2 separate regions of the Mus musculus genome follow, and region 1 is linked to region 2. The links are chromatin contacts, called in public promoter capture Hi-C maps. All regions are on one chromosome and are shown on one strand. Each heading gives the region's core, a stretch centred on a gene start, on an enhancer-like site or on the middle of the called end of the contact. The rest is flanking DNA. Distances are from core to core; before and after follow the strand shown. Region 1 holds the start of Naip5 (NLR family, apoptosis inhibitory protein 5). Region 2 holds the start of Serf1 (small EDRK-rich factor 1).

What was found. Capture Hi-C pulls out chosen DNA fragments and counts their contacts.
Region 1: a contact with region 2 is called in a promoter capture Hi-C map of liver. The contact joins the promoter of Naip5 here to the promoter of Serf1 in region 2. A contact is called at or near these places in 2 of 115 datasets of contacts at active chromatin or transcription factors (bone marrow-derived macrophages and epiblast stem cells) and 1 of 9 other capture datasets (liver).

Annotation. Positions count from the first base shown.
Region 1 is chr13:100,244,871-100,251,273 of GRCm38.p6, reverse strand. It overlaps Naip5 (NLR family, apoptosis inhibitory protein 5), which reads left to right and starts at 3,938. Exons shown (of 15, transcript NM_010870.2): 1 at 3,938-4,026; 2 at 4,951-5,642; 3 at 6,083-6,182. The coding sequence starts at 5,075.
Region 2 is chr13:100,105,555-100,111,870 of GRCm38.p6, reverse strand. Serf1 (small EDRK-rich factor 1) reads right to left here and starts at 3,852. Exons shown (of 3, transcript NM_011353.2): 1 at 3,642-3,852; 2 at 2,740-2,848. The coding sequence starts at 3,648.

The DNA of each region.
Region 1 (6,403 bases), core at 2,689-5,188, 140 kb before region 2:
TTGAAACTGGCCTGACATCCTGTTTCAGAAGAAAAAGTACCAAAATGAAACCCACTCTCAGCACTAAAGAAAAGTCTTCCTGGATCACACAGCGTTAACCATATTCCAAACTATTCAAAAATGAAATACTCACGAGGTTTCCTTACTCCTCTGAGGTCCTGACAAATCCCGCAGATACTCTAACCTCCAGCACTAACTGGTGGCTCCCCTGCTTCTGCAGTTTGACTTTTAGTTGTTCACATATCTTCTTCCTGTCTCCACTAAAGGTGTACCATGAGATCCTGTGTCAGACAACGAAACGACACGCAAGCAAACAAACAACAAAGAAGAGGCTGGACCAGGAAGATGTCTCTGTGCATCAAGGTACCTGTCACCAACATAGTGCCCTGAGTTTGATACCTGGAACCCAGAGGATGGATAGAAAGAACCAACTCCCACAAACTATCCTTTAGTCTCTCTCTATGACCTGGCATATGCGCTGGCTAATTTCATGTTAACTTGACACAAGCTAGAATCATCAGAGAGGAGGGGGCCTTAGTGAGAAACTACTACCTTAAAATTCTTTTGTAATGCATTTTTCTTAATTAGTTATGAATGGGAGAGAACCCAGCCTACTGAGGGTGGTGCTACCCATGGGCTTGTCATCCTGAGTTCAATAAGACAACAGGTTGAGCTAGCTTGAGGTAGCAGACGAGTATCACCCCTCCACGACCTCTACATCAGCTTCTTTCTCCAAGTTCCTGCCCTGTGTGAGTTGCTGCTCTCATTGCTTTTGATGAATAACTGTTAAATGAAACTGTGAGCAAAATAAACCCTCTCCTCCCCAAGTTGCTTTGGTCATAGTGTTTCATCATAATAGAGAAACTTTAATTAATATACATGTGCGCGCGTGAGCAAAACACAAACATGCACAGTAAAAATAAGATTTATAAATATTTTTCAGGAAAGAAAGGAAAGGTTGTGAGGCAGGTAGTCAGATACCGATGTTAGTGGAGAACTCTGTGTCTTGGCTCATGCTGTGGTCTGAATGTGAAATGCCCACATAGGCAGTTCATGATTTGAGAATTTGGTTTCCAGCTGGTGGCACTACTGGCTAAGAGTTTGGATCCTATGTAATTCACTTTATAAACAAATTCAAAGACAAAAAGCACATGATCATTTCACTAGATGCCGAGAAAGCATTTGACAAAATCCAACATCCATTCATGATAAAAGTTTTGGAAAGATCAGGAATTCAAGGCCCATACCTAAACATAATAAAAGCAATCTACAGCAAACCAATAGCCAACATCAAAGTAAATGGAGAGAAGCTGGAAGCAATCCCTCTAAAATCAGGGACTAGACAAGGCTGCCCACTTTCTCCCTACCTATTCAGCATTGTCTTGAATTCCTAGCCAGAGCAATTCCACAACAAAAGGAGATCAAGGGGATACAAATTGGAAAGGAAGAAGTCAAAATATCACTATTTGCAGATGATATCATAGTATATATAAGTGACCCTAAAAATTGCACCAGAGAATTCCTAAACCTGATAAACAGCTTCAGTGAAGGAGCTGGATATAAAATTAACTCAAATAAATCAGTGGCCTTTCTCTACACAAAGGATAAACAGGCTGAGAAAGAAATTGGGGAAACAACACCCTTCTCAACAGTCACAAATAACATAAAATACTTTGGTGTGACTCTAACTAAGGAAGTGAAAGTTCTGTATGATAAGAACTTCATGTCTCTGAAGAAAGAAATTAAAGAAGATCTCAGAAGATGGAAAGAACTCCCATGCTCATGAATTGGCAGGATTAATATAGTCAAAATGGCTATCCTGCTGAAAGCAATCTACAGATTCAATGCAATCCCCATCAAAATTCCAACTCAATTCTTCACTGAGTTAGAAAGGGCAATTTTCAAATTCATCTGGAATGATTAAAAAACCTAGGATGGCAAAAACTATTCTCAACAATTAAAGAACCTCTGGTGGAATCACCATCCCTGACCAGAGCAATTGTGATAAAAAAAAATGCATGGTACTGGTACAGTGACAGACAGGTAGAACAATGGAATAGAATTGAAGACCCAGAAATGAATACATACACCTATGGTCACTTGATCTTTGACAAGGGACTAAAACCATCCAGTGGGAAAAAGACAGCATTTTCAACAAATGGTGCTGGCACAACTGGCGGTTATCATGTAGAAGAATGTGAATTGATGCATTCTTATCTCCTTGTACAAAGCTAAAGTCTAAGTGGATCAAAGAACTCCACATAAAACCAGAGACACTGAAATTTATAGAGGAGAAAGTGGGGGAAAGCCTCGAAGATATGGGCACCGGGGGAAAATTCCTGAATAGAACAGCAATGGACTGTGCTGTAAGATCAAGAATTGACAAATGGGACCTCATGAAATTGCAAAACTGTAAGGCAAAAGACACTGTCAATAAGACAAAAAGGCCACAAACAGATTGGGAAAGGATTTTTACCAATCATAAATCGGATAGGGGACTAATATCCAATATATACAAAGAGCTCAAGAAGCTGGACTCCAGAAATTCAAATAACCCCATTAAAAATGGGGTACAGAACTAAACAATGAATTCTCAAGTGAGGAATACCGAAGGCCTGAGAAGCACCTGAAAAAAATGTTCAACATCCTTAATCATCAGGGAAATGCAAATCAAAACAACCTTGAGATTACAACTCACTCCAGTCAGAATGGCTAAGATCAAAAATTCATGTGACAACAGATGCTGACAAGGATGTGGAGAAAGAGGAACACTCCTCCACTGCTGGTGGGATTGCAAGCTTGTTCAACCACTCTGGAAATCAGTCTAGCAGTTCCTCAGAAAATTGGACATAGTACTACCAGAAGATCCAGCAATACCTCTCCTGGGCATAGACCCAGAAGATGTTCCAACTGGTAATAAGGACACAGGCTCCACTATGTTCATAGCAGTCTTATTTATAATAGCCAGAAGCTGGAAAGAACCCAGCTGTCCCTCAACAGAGGAATGGATACAAAAAAATGTGGTACATTTACACAACAGAGTGCTACTCAGCTATTAAAAACAACGAATTTATGAAATTCTTGGGCAAATGGATGTATCTGGAGGATATCCTCCTTAGTGAGGTAACGCAATCACAAAAGAAGTCACTTGATATGCACTCACTGTTAAGTGGATATTAGCCCAGAAACTTAGAAAACTGAAGATACAATTTGCAAAACACAAGAAAATCAAGAAGAACGAAGACCAAAGTGTGGAAACTTCATTCCTCCTTATAATAGGGAACAAAACAACCAGGGAAGAAGTTACAGAGACAAAGTTTGGAGCTAGGACAAAAGGATGGACCATCCAGAGACTACTCCACCAGGGGATCCATCCCATAATCAGCCTCCAAACCCAGACAGCCATATGCCAGGAAGATTTTGCTGAAAGGACCCTGTAATAGCTATCTCCAGTGAGGCTATGCCAGTGTCTGGCAAATACAGAAGTGGATGCTCACAGTCATCTATAGAATGGAACACAGGGCCCCCAAAGGAGGAGCTAGAGAAATTACCCAAGGAGCTGAAGGGGTCTGCAACCCTAGAGGTGGAACAACAATATGAACTAACCAGTACCCCCAGAGCTTGTGTCTCTAGCTGCATATGTAACAGAAGATGGCCTAGTCAGCCATCATTGGGAAGAGAGGCCCCTAGGTCTTGCAAACTTTATATGCCCCAGTACAGGGGAACTCCAGGGACAAGAGGTGGGAGTGGGTGGGTAGGGGAGCAGGGCAGGGGGGGGGGTATAGGGAACTTTTGGGATAGCATTTGAAATGTAAATAAGGAAAATATCTAATAATAATAATAAAAAGAGTTTGGATCCTTTAAGAGGCGGGGCATGGTGAAGGGAGTGGACCACTGGAGACTCTATAGCCTGGTGCCACTTCCTATTTGCTTTCACTGCCCCCTTGCTGCTGATGCTCTGTGACCAGCTGGCTTCCTGATCCTGCCAAGCCTTCCATGCCACCTTGAGATACAGATCTTCAGAGTGTAAGCCAGAATAAGCCTTCTCTTCTGTGAACTGCTTTTGTCAGGGTTATTTTATCCCAGCAACAGAAAAGGTAACTCCAGGCTGTGCGAGGGGAAATGAAAGTAACTAAGCCTAGCCTTAGTCTGTCAAGGCAGGGCCAGCCCCTTCTCTACAGGGAAGGAGCAGGAAGCTAGCGTTGGGTAACTGTGTCTATAGATAAGAACATGACCTTTGTCTCACAATTACAAAGGAGACTGTAAGTGTGTATGTCAGGGACGGCAGGGATGCATCAGGACACAAGGGTAGAAATAACTAGTCAAAGCGCTGAGGAGCCTGGGGGTTGACAGAACTCCAGGCAACCATTGCTGGGAGGGGTTGTACAGTCATGAGAACTCTTTACTGTGCATTGGTGGCATCAAATGTGTCAGCACTGCAAGATGGAACCCTCCTCTAGGTGTTATATGAAAGAGTATGCTTTGTTTGAAAGTCTCATTTTAGTTAGGTATGGCACATACCTGCTAATCCCAGAACCTGGAGGGCAGAAACAGGAATTGTTTCCATCAGATTGATTGGGTGTATGCAGTAACAGGGGTGGCGGTGGGGGTGCGGTGACATTTTTCTTGGTTGGAAATTGATGAGAGAGGGCAGTGGTGCGACCCCTGGGCTAAGTGTGGCATCCTGGCACAAACCTTTAATCCCAGCATTCCGGAGGCAGAGGCAGGAAAATCTCTGAATTTGATGCCTCCCTGATCTACAGAATGAGTTCCAGGATAGCCAGGGCCACACAGAGAAAGCTTGCCTTGAAAACCAAAATAAATAGATAATTAAAACCAGAAAGAAAGCAAGGTAAGAAACCACAGAGAGTAAGCCTGTGAGCAGCATCCTTCCACAATCTCTGCACTAGCTCTTGCCTCCAGTTCTTCCAGCCTTGACTTCCCTTGCAGATGAACCACGCTTGGGAGGAGAAATAAACCCCACCCCCTGTGAAGCTTTGGTCATTGTGCTCATCATAAGAACATGAGAGCTGCCTCGAACACCCAACAACTGCTCACCTTTCCCCTTTAGAAAATGGCTGAGCATGGGGAGTCCTCCGAGGATCGGATTTCTGAGATTGATTATGAATTTCTCCCCGAGCTCTCTGCTCTTCTCGGGGTGGATGCATTTCAGGTGGCAAAGAGCCAAGAAGAAGAAGAGCATAAAGAACGGATGAAAATGAAGAAAGGTTTTAACTCACAGATGCGCAGTGAAGCCAAACGACTAAAGACCTTTGAGACCTATGACACGTTCAGATCATGGACGCCACAGGAGATGGCAGCTGCTGGGTTTTACCACACAGGGGTGAGACTTGGCGTTCAGTGCTTTTGCTGTAGCTTGATCCTCTTTGGTAACAGCCTCAGGAAGCTTCCCATAGAGAGACACAAGAAATTACGTCCGGAATGTGAGTTCCTTCAGGGCAAAGATGTTGGTAACATTGGCAAGTATGACATCCGGGTGAAGAGGCCAGAGAAGATGCTGAGAGGTGGCAAAGCCAGGTACCATGAAGAGGAGGCCAGACTGGAGTCCTTTGAGGACTGGCCATTTTATGCCCATGGGACATCACCACGTGTACTCTCAGCAGCTGGCTTTGTCTTTACAGGTAAGTGGATTCCATTTTGTGAGGCATTTCTGAGGTATTTAAAGTTTAGGTTCCATTTTGTGAGCAATATTTTGTAAATGAGCATTCACTGATGAAGAGTGTTATATTAGACATAAGATGTAGTTCATTAAATTTTAAGTGTAACAATTTTCCTTCTGCTTTAATATATATTTAGTGTAGCATTATTGGTTTGCTATATATCTATACATATACACACACATGCAGCCATGTATTTGCCTGTGTATTAAAGTAAAATGTAACTTTTCTTCAAATATAGACCTTAAATGTACCAGCAGTGGGCTGAGGGTATGGCTGAGTGCTACATAGCCCCTACATAGAACAGGCATGCTGGAGTCTGTCTTGTTCTGATGCAGTATAGCCAGCTCCAATACACAGCTGGTGCCATTGCCCGCCAGTCACACCCTTTCCTGCATCTGTAGGTAAAAGGGACACTGTGCAGTGTTTCTCCTGTGGCGGAAGCTTGGGCAACTGGGAAGAAGGAGATGACCCCTGGAAGGAGCATGCCAAGTGGTTCCCCAAGTGAGCTTCAACTGCTTTATTCTTAAAGTGTCCCACTTAAATGCTTTAAATGATTTATGCTACATGTGCACACAAAAGCATGCACTCGAGCGTGTGTGTGTGTGTGTGTGTGTGTGTGTGTGTGAGTGAGTGTGTGTGTGTGTGTGTGTGTGTGTGTGAGTGTGTGTGTGTACCACAGATCCCAAAAGAGGGCATCAGAGCTCCCGCATATGGGGTTACAG
Region 2 (6,316 bases), core at 2,603-5,102:
AGTTCGAGGCCAGCCTGGTCTACAGAGTGAGTTCCAGGACAGTCTGGGCTATACAGAGAAACCCTGCCTGGAAATAAATAAATAAATAAATAAATAAAGGAAAAGAAAGTGATACTTAAGGTGTGGAGGTTTCTGTGACTACCAAGGCGAGCAAAGTTAACAACTGTGTGAGATAAAAAGGCCAGTGTCAGTTCAAACTTTGAGAATTTACAACTGGGTAAATCTAGGCATATTTAAGTCAGCACCATCTGGAAAAAAGTTTCCTGGTGATAATTAACTCAGTCCCATGTACACAACAAAGCTTAAGAGCTGTCTACATTAAAACTCTTAGCAGCCGGGCGGTGGTGGCGCACACCTTTAATCCCAGCACTTGGGAGGCAGAGGCAGGCAGATTTCTGAGTTCGAGGCCAGCCTGGTCTACAAAATGAGTTCCAGGACAGCCAGGGCTACACAGAGAAACCCTGTCTCAAAAAAACAAAAAAACAAACCCTTTTAGGAAAGTACAAATGGCATTTTCCATAAAGATAGGTTATATAGATTAACCACTGAAACTGGCTCAAGGTGAACCAGCTCATGAAAAGGGTCTAGAGGATAAAGCTACAATGTTACTGAGACAAACAAGCTCAAGATAAGTGGGGGCGGGGGAGCCACTGTGTCCGGGCCACACATACAGCACAAAGGTCAGCAGTCCATTCACAGCCTCTGAGTGGAAAATGATTTATACATCTCTTCCTTCGACGAGACACCCTGTGTTTAACATTCCCGTTTCCCCAGTGCTTATCTGTGAGCACAAGGACCTGCATACCTCCTACATTAAGGACTTGATCTCATTGATTAAGAGGACTCCACTGTGGTCTAACATACACGGAGAGTTACGATTTATTTCGTGTGCTTTGTAGGGGAGGAGAGAAAGAGCAGGGCCAAGTTCGGAGCCTTATATATGTTAGGCAAAGGCTCGACCAGATGGCAAGTTTCACTTCCAGCCCTAGCACGCGCCCATAAGCACAGAAGGTCTCACTAAATCGGTTGTCCTTAAACTTGAACTTGATATGAACTGAGGATGACCTTGGACTTCTGATCTCTCTGCAGTTAACGTATTCTTCTCTTCAATGACAAGTCTCATCTGAAAACAATTGAGTGCTGGCTTTAGTAGTCATCAGAGTCCAAGGTGATGCCCACGTAAAGGACTGAGACCAGTGCTAAGCTACATTGAAGCATCCCTAAGCTCCAAGTTCTGTATGAACAATGGAATCTCACGTTAGAACATGTGTGATTCAGTGATAGGGTTAAAAGGTCCTAGGTTAAATTCCCAGAACGTGAAGTATATTGTAAACTTGAGGATAACTCGAACCTTTTCCAGCACAGGGGAGTAAAGACAAGAGCCCAGGCGTGTGAGGTACATGACACTAAGACACATCTCCAGCCTGCTTGGCCTCATGGGGCTTGTAAAGAGGGTGAGATGCATATGCCCAGCCTCCCAGGTTTCTTATTCTATGTCATGATAGAACTTATAACTTGGAACTACATTTCTGTTGTGTATGCGTGGTCCTGGGGATTGAACTGGCAGCTCCAGTGTGCAAAGCATGTAATGTAACCCTGAACTCTGCCTCCAAGCTCTCTGTTCCCCTTTGGAACATGATAATCTGCAACCGCATTTAAGAGTTTTAAGATTTTGCTTGGGCCAAGAAAACACACAGATACACAGTCTCAGTCTCTTTCTTTCTCTTTCTCTCTCTCTTCATCTCTCTCTCCTCTCTCTCTCTCTCTCTCTCTCTCTCTCTCTCTCTCTCACACACACACACACACAGGCAAAATGAATTTAAAAAAAAAAGTTAAAGCATGCCAGGCGCTGGTGGCACACACACCTTTAAGATCCCAGCACTTGGGAGGCAGAGGCAGAGGCAGAGGCAGGTGGATTTCTGAGTTCAAGGCCAGTCTGGTCTACAGAGTGAGTTCCAGGGCTATACAGAGAAACCCTGTCTCGAAAAAAAAAAACCAAAAAAAAAAAAAAAAAAGTCAAAGCGATTATCTTTCTTTGAGACAGTATCTTGTCACGTAGTGCAGGCTGGCCTCAAACTCCTGATTCTCTTGCATCTGCCCCGAGTCCTAGGATGACAACTTATTAGCATTGCCCAGGGCATTAAAGTGTGTCTGTGGCAGTTACTTGCCATAGGAAATGATCTGAAGTGCTACAGATGTTAGGCAAGTGTTCTCTATTGCTGAGCTACGTCCCTACTTTTTAAAGACAAGGTCTTGTCTGTAGGTCTCTTTAGCCTGTGCTGGCCTGAGTAGCATAACATCTTCTAAGAATCTGGTGTCCAAACACTTTCTCCATCCCCAATGGACTCCTGAAGCCCATAATTGATTTTTGACACTCATCTCTTTCATTAAGAGGCTTGGGCCAAGCTGTCAGTTTTGGAAACATTGTATCCCATTCATGCAACAGTGTTTACATATAGAGGATGTTTGTTACTTTCTACAATAAAGTTCTCACAGTTTGTAGTTGCTGTAAGAGTGTTTCTGCAGACATGATAGTTTCAGGGCGTGGCATTCTTCAGCCATAGGATAGGACAATAACTACAATGCATGGTTTCAGTGTTCTTACACAGACACACAGTGTTAACCCTGAACTGTAGGCAAGGCTCAGTTCCAGGAAGGGTTTAAACACGTTCTTCACTCATTCTGAAAATACCGCAGTCAAACGGCCACTGACTTAAACATTCTATTAGCACTACTCACCTCTGCTTTCTCTGAGAGGCAGTCAAGCTGTCCTCTTTTCTTTTCCCTTTGCTAATTTCCTGGGTCTTTTTCATGTTTTTCTGTCGGGCAATTTCTCTTTGATTTCCACCTACAATGATAAACAGGCATGCTTTTTTCCCACCCTCAACAATATGAATACTTAATAGTAAAGAGTCCTTCGTTATAGGAGCCTTAAAGTTTTATTTTTATCAGCAAGAAAGCAGAGTATCTTTAGTTATTCCCAGATTGACCAGGGGGTAGCTTAGGAAGAAACACTCGAGAAGTTAAGTATATTACCACAACAGCATAGGTGTCAAGTAACGCCGCCTTTGCGCCCAGCACTCGGGAGGCAGAAGCAGGCAAGATCTCTGAATTTGAGATTTGAGGTCAGTCTGGTTTACAGACTGAGTTCCAGGACAGCCAGGGGTATACAACAAAACCCTTCTCGAAAACCAAAACAAAAATTAAATTATATATATCTCCATCTCCATCCCAGTGGTTGTGTACACAGGCCTCACTCAAAAATAAGTTCTGGCTTTGATAGGTGTGTGAAGATCCAGTTTGGCTGTTAAAGCCAGCAGAGGCTGAGCTCAAGGAAAGGTACCTTCGAGGACAAAAGAGCTGGAGGGCACCCTGGGCTTCCAGACCTCAGGCGCCCGCTACGTCTCAGCGGACTGGTCCCGCTGGGCAGCCGCCCACGCTCCCGGTGGGCGCGGTCCTCACGCACACCCGCACCTAGGAGGCGGGCACCTGTCCCACCTGGAGCCCGCGTCCCGCCCGCCACAAGCACGAGGTGGCGTTTGCGTCTCTTCCTCCTCCCAGCCAGCTCCCGCTCCTCCCCCGGCCGCTCGGCGCCGTCCCTCCCCGAGCCTCCGCGTCTTTCCAACCGCCCGCAGACTCACGGGCCATGCTGTCCACCGGCCGGAGACTGGAAGACAGCGACCTGGAGAAGCAAACGGCGGCTTTGCACGCTCAGCCGTTGCCGCCGGGCGCTGAAGAAGGCTGAGCCCCACAAGGGCCCTCGATGTGGCGACGCCTCGCTCGGCCAGCCAGCCGCCCCGCCCACCGACCCACAACAGCCGCGGCGTGGCCGGTGAGCCACTGCGCGTGCGCGGTCCCCACGCCCCACCGCCCCGCGCGTCCCTTGTCAGCGAGGCGTCCGCGCGCGCACTCGCCTCCTTACTTAGCAGCCTTACCCTGAAGGTGGGCTTTACGTTCCTCATCTGGCAGAAAAGACCTAACAAGGACAGAAGGGTGGATTTCGCGCGGGCTCCAAGCCTGCTCATTGCACCTTTCTTCCGGTGCCCTCCGGATGGACAGAACTTTAGCTCTAAGCTCAGGCTCTGTGGTTGAACGGGAGCCAAAGTCGCCCAGAATAACTTTATAATCTACATAAGAGCTGAAACAAGTCAGAATGCTTGCATAGGGCTGAGGGGTGTGGCTCATGGGGGTAGGGGATGCTTGCCTATCTTGAGGGACACCCTGAGTCCCACCCCCTCCCTGGGTTGCATTTCTTGAGCTGAGACTTACTTTCTTGCCTGTCCACTATTACAAACTGAGATAGTCTGGACACCGAATTTGCCTGGGTATTTTTAAGAGTTTTATTGTGGAATATTTTTAAAACATACAAAAGTATAGATGATGCTACGGTGTACTCCAACTGTCCGTGTTAACGTGACCTAGTTTAGAGAAAAAGCATCAAGAGACGGAATGTCTGGACTGAAAGTGCAGTCCTAATGGAAACGGATGTATAAAAGTTGGGGTCATAGACAGATGCACTTAGCACTTAAAACGGGCAGAACGCATAGAAACAAACACTTATCTATGACTAATTGGCTATTCTGGGTCTTTTGTTGTTCCATATCAAATAGAGAATTTTCTTCCTACTTATGTGAAGAATGTGATGAGGATGTTGATTGTGATTTCATTGAATCTGTAAGTTGTTTTGGTAGAAAGGTCTTTTTTTCAAAATATTAATTCTACCAAGGTATACACTTGGGAGGTCTTCAAATTCGAGTATGTTTCTTAAACTCTTTCTTCACACATTTAAAGTTTTCATTGTAGAGGGTTTTTTTTAAAACTCTTTTGTTATGTATATTCTAAATATTTTATTTTATTTGAGAGACTGGGAAGAGGAGCGTGCCATGATCTCTTTCTCAGCATGCTTGTTACTCATATGTATTAAGACTGGTAAACTTTGTAAGTCAATTATGTATCATAACACTTTGCTGAAATTACTGAAAATTTCTATATTTTTTCTAGTCAAATTTTGGGAACATTGGGTATAAGATAATATAATCTTCAATTGAAAATAAAAAAATATATGTATAAAATCTATTTTATATGTATAGGTGTTTTGACTGAATGTATATCTGAAATTATGTTTTCTGAGTTCTCAAGTTACAAGGATGTACACCATGCACACAGAGTACATTGAGAGTTTCTGCCAGAGGACCAGGAGTGTGCCTTTCATTTCAGAGGAAGAGGCAGATAGGTCTTGGTGAATTCCTAGTCTACACACCAAGCAGAGTTCCAGGACAGCCAAGGCTGCTTAATGAGATCTTGACTCTGTCTTCAGAGATCCTGAAGGACATGGCAAACGCTGGAGAAAACTAGACTATTGTTTGCTTGGGTTTTTTTTTTTTTTAGTGTGTGTGTGTGTGTGTGTGTGTGTGTTGGCTCCCCTGGAGCTGGACTGAGAGGCATTTGTGAACTAGCTGCCATGGTCACTGGGATGCAAATTCTGGTCCTCATGATGGAATGCAAGTGCTTAACTGCTGAACCATGTCACCAGCCTCCAAATTGTAGAATTTTAAAATTACTGGTGACACTAACAACTTACTTCACAAACTTGTGTAACACCTGTCTTGTGATGTATTTAAGTAAAAGTAAAAGTTACTTTGTTGCAAGAGCTGGAGAGATGACTCAGCAGTAAGGAGCAATTGTTATTCAGCACCTACAGAGTGGCTCACAACCATCTATAACATCAGTACAGGGGAATCTGATGCTGTCTTCTCATCGTCCTAAGGCCCCCACTGCCAGGCACGTGCATGGTGCACATGCATGCATGTAAACTTACTCATACATATAAAAATAAATACATCTATAAAACACAATAAAATGTTCATAAAATAAATTTTTTGCTTTATGCCTTTACGAGTAGGGAATTAAATCTTAATCATTTTGATTTCCTTATCTACAAAGTTGTGACATCTTGGATTTTTAGGTAGAACACAGGATTATGAAAAGGCCTTGCATAAGAGCTTGCTGTAGAAAGCTGTATGTCCCAGCAGTGACTACAAGATTCTTTGAGGTATCTTTAGCATGGTATTATTTCTCAAATACTTATTTATTAATGAAGTCTTGATCTGTAACTTTAGCTGGCTTGGAACTAGCTATTTAGAACAGGCTGTTTTCAAACTCATGTAGTTCCCCTGTCTCAGCCTTGGCCTCTGGAGTGATGAAATTACAAGCATGTGCTATTATTACTCCTGGCATTTTGAGATGTCGTGAGCATCTACATCTATTTGATGCTCAGTACTAAACTGCACTCCCACCTTCTTCAGGTTTCCTGTGT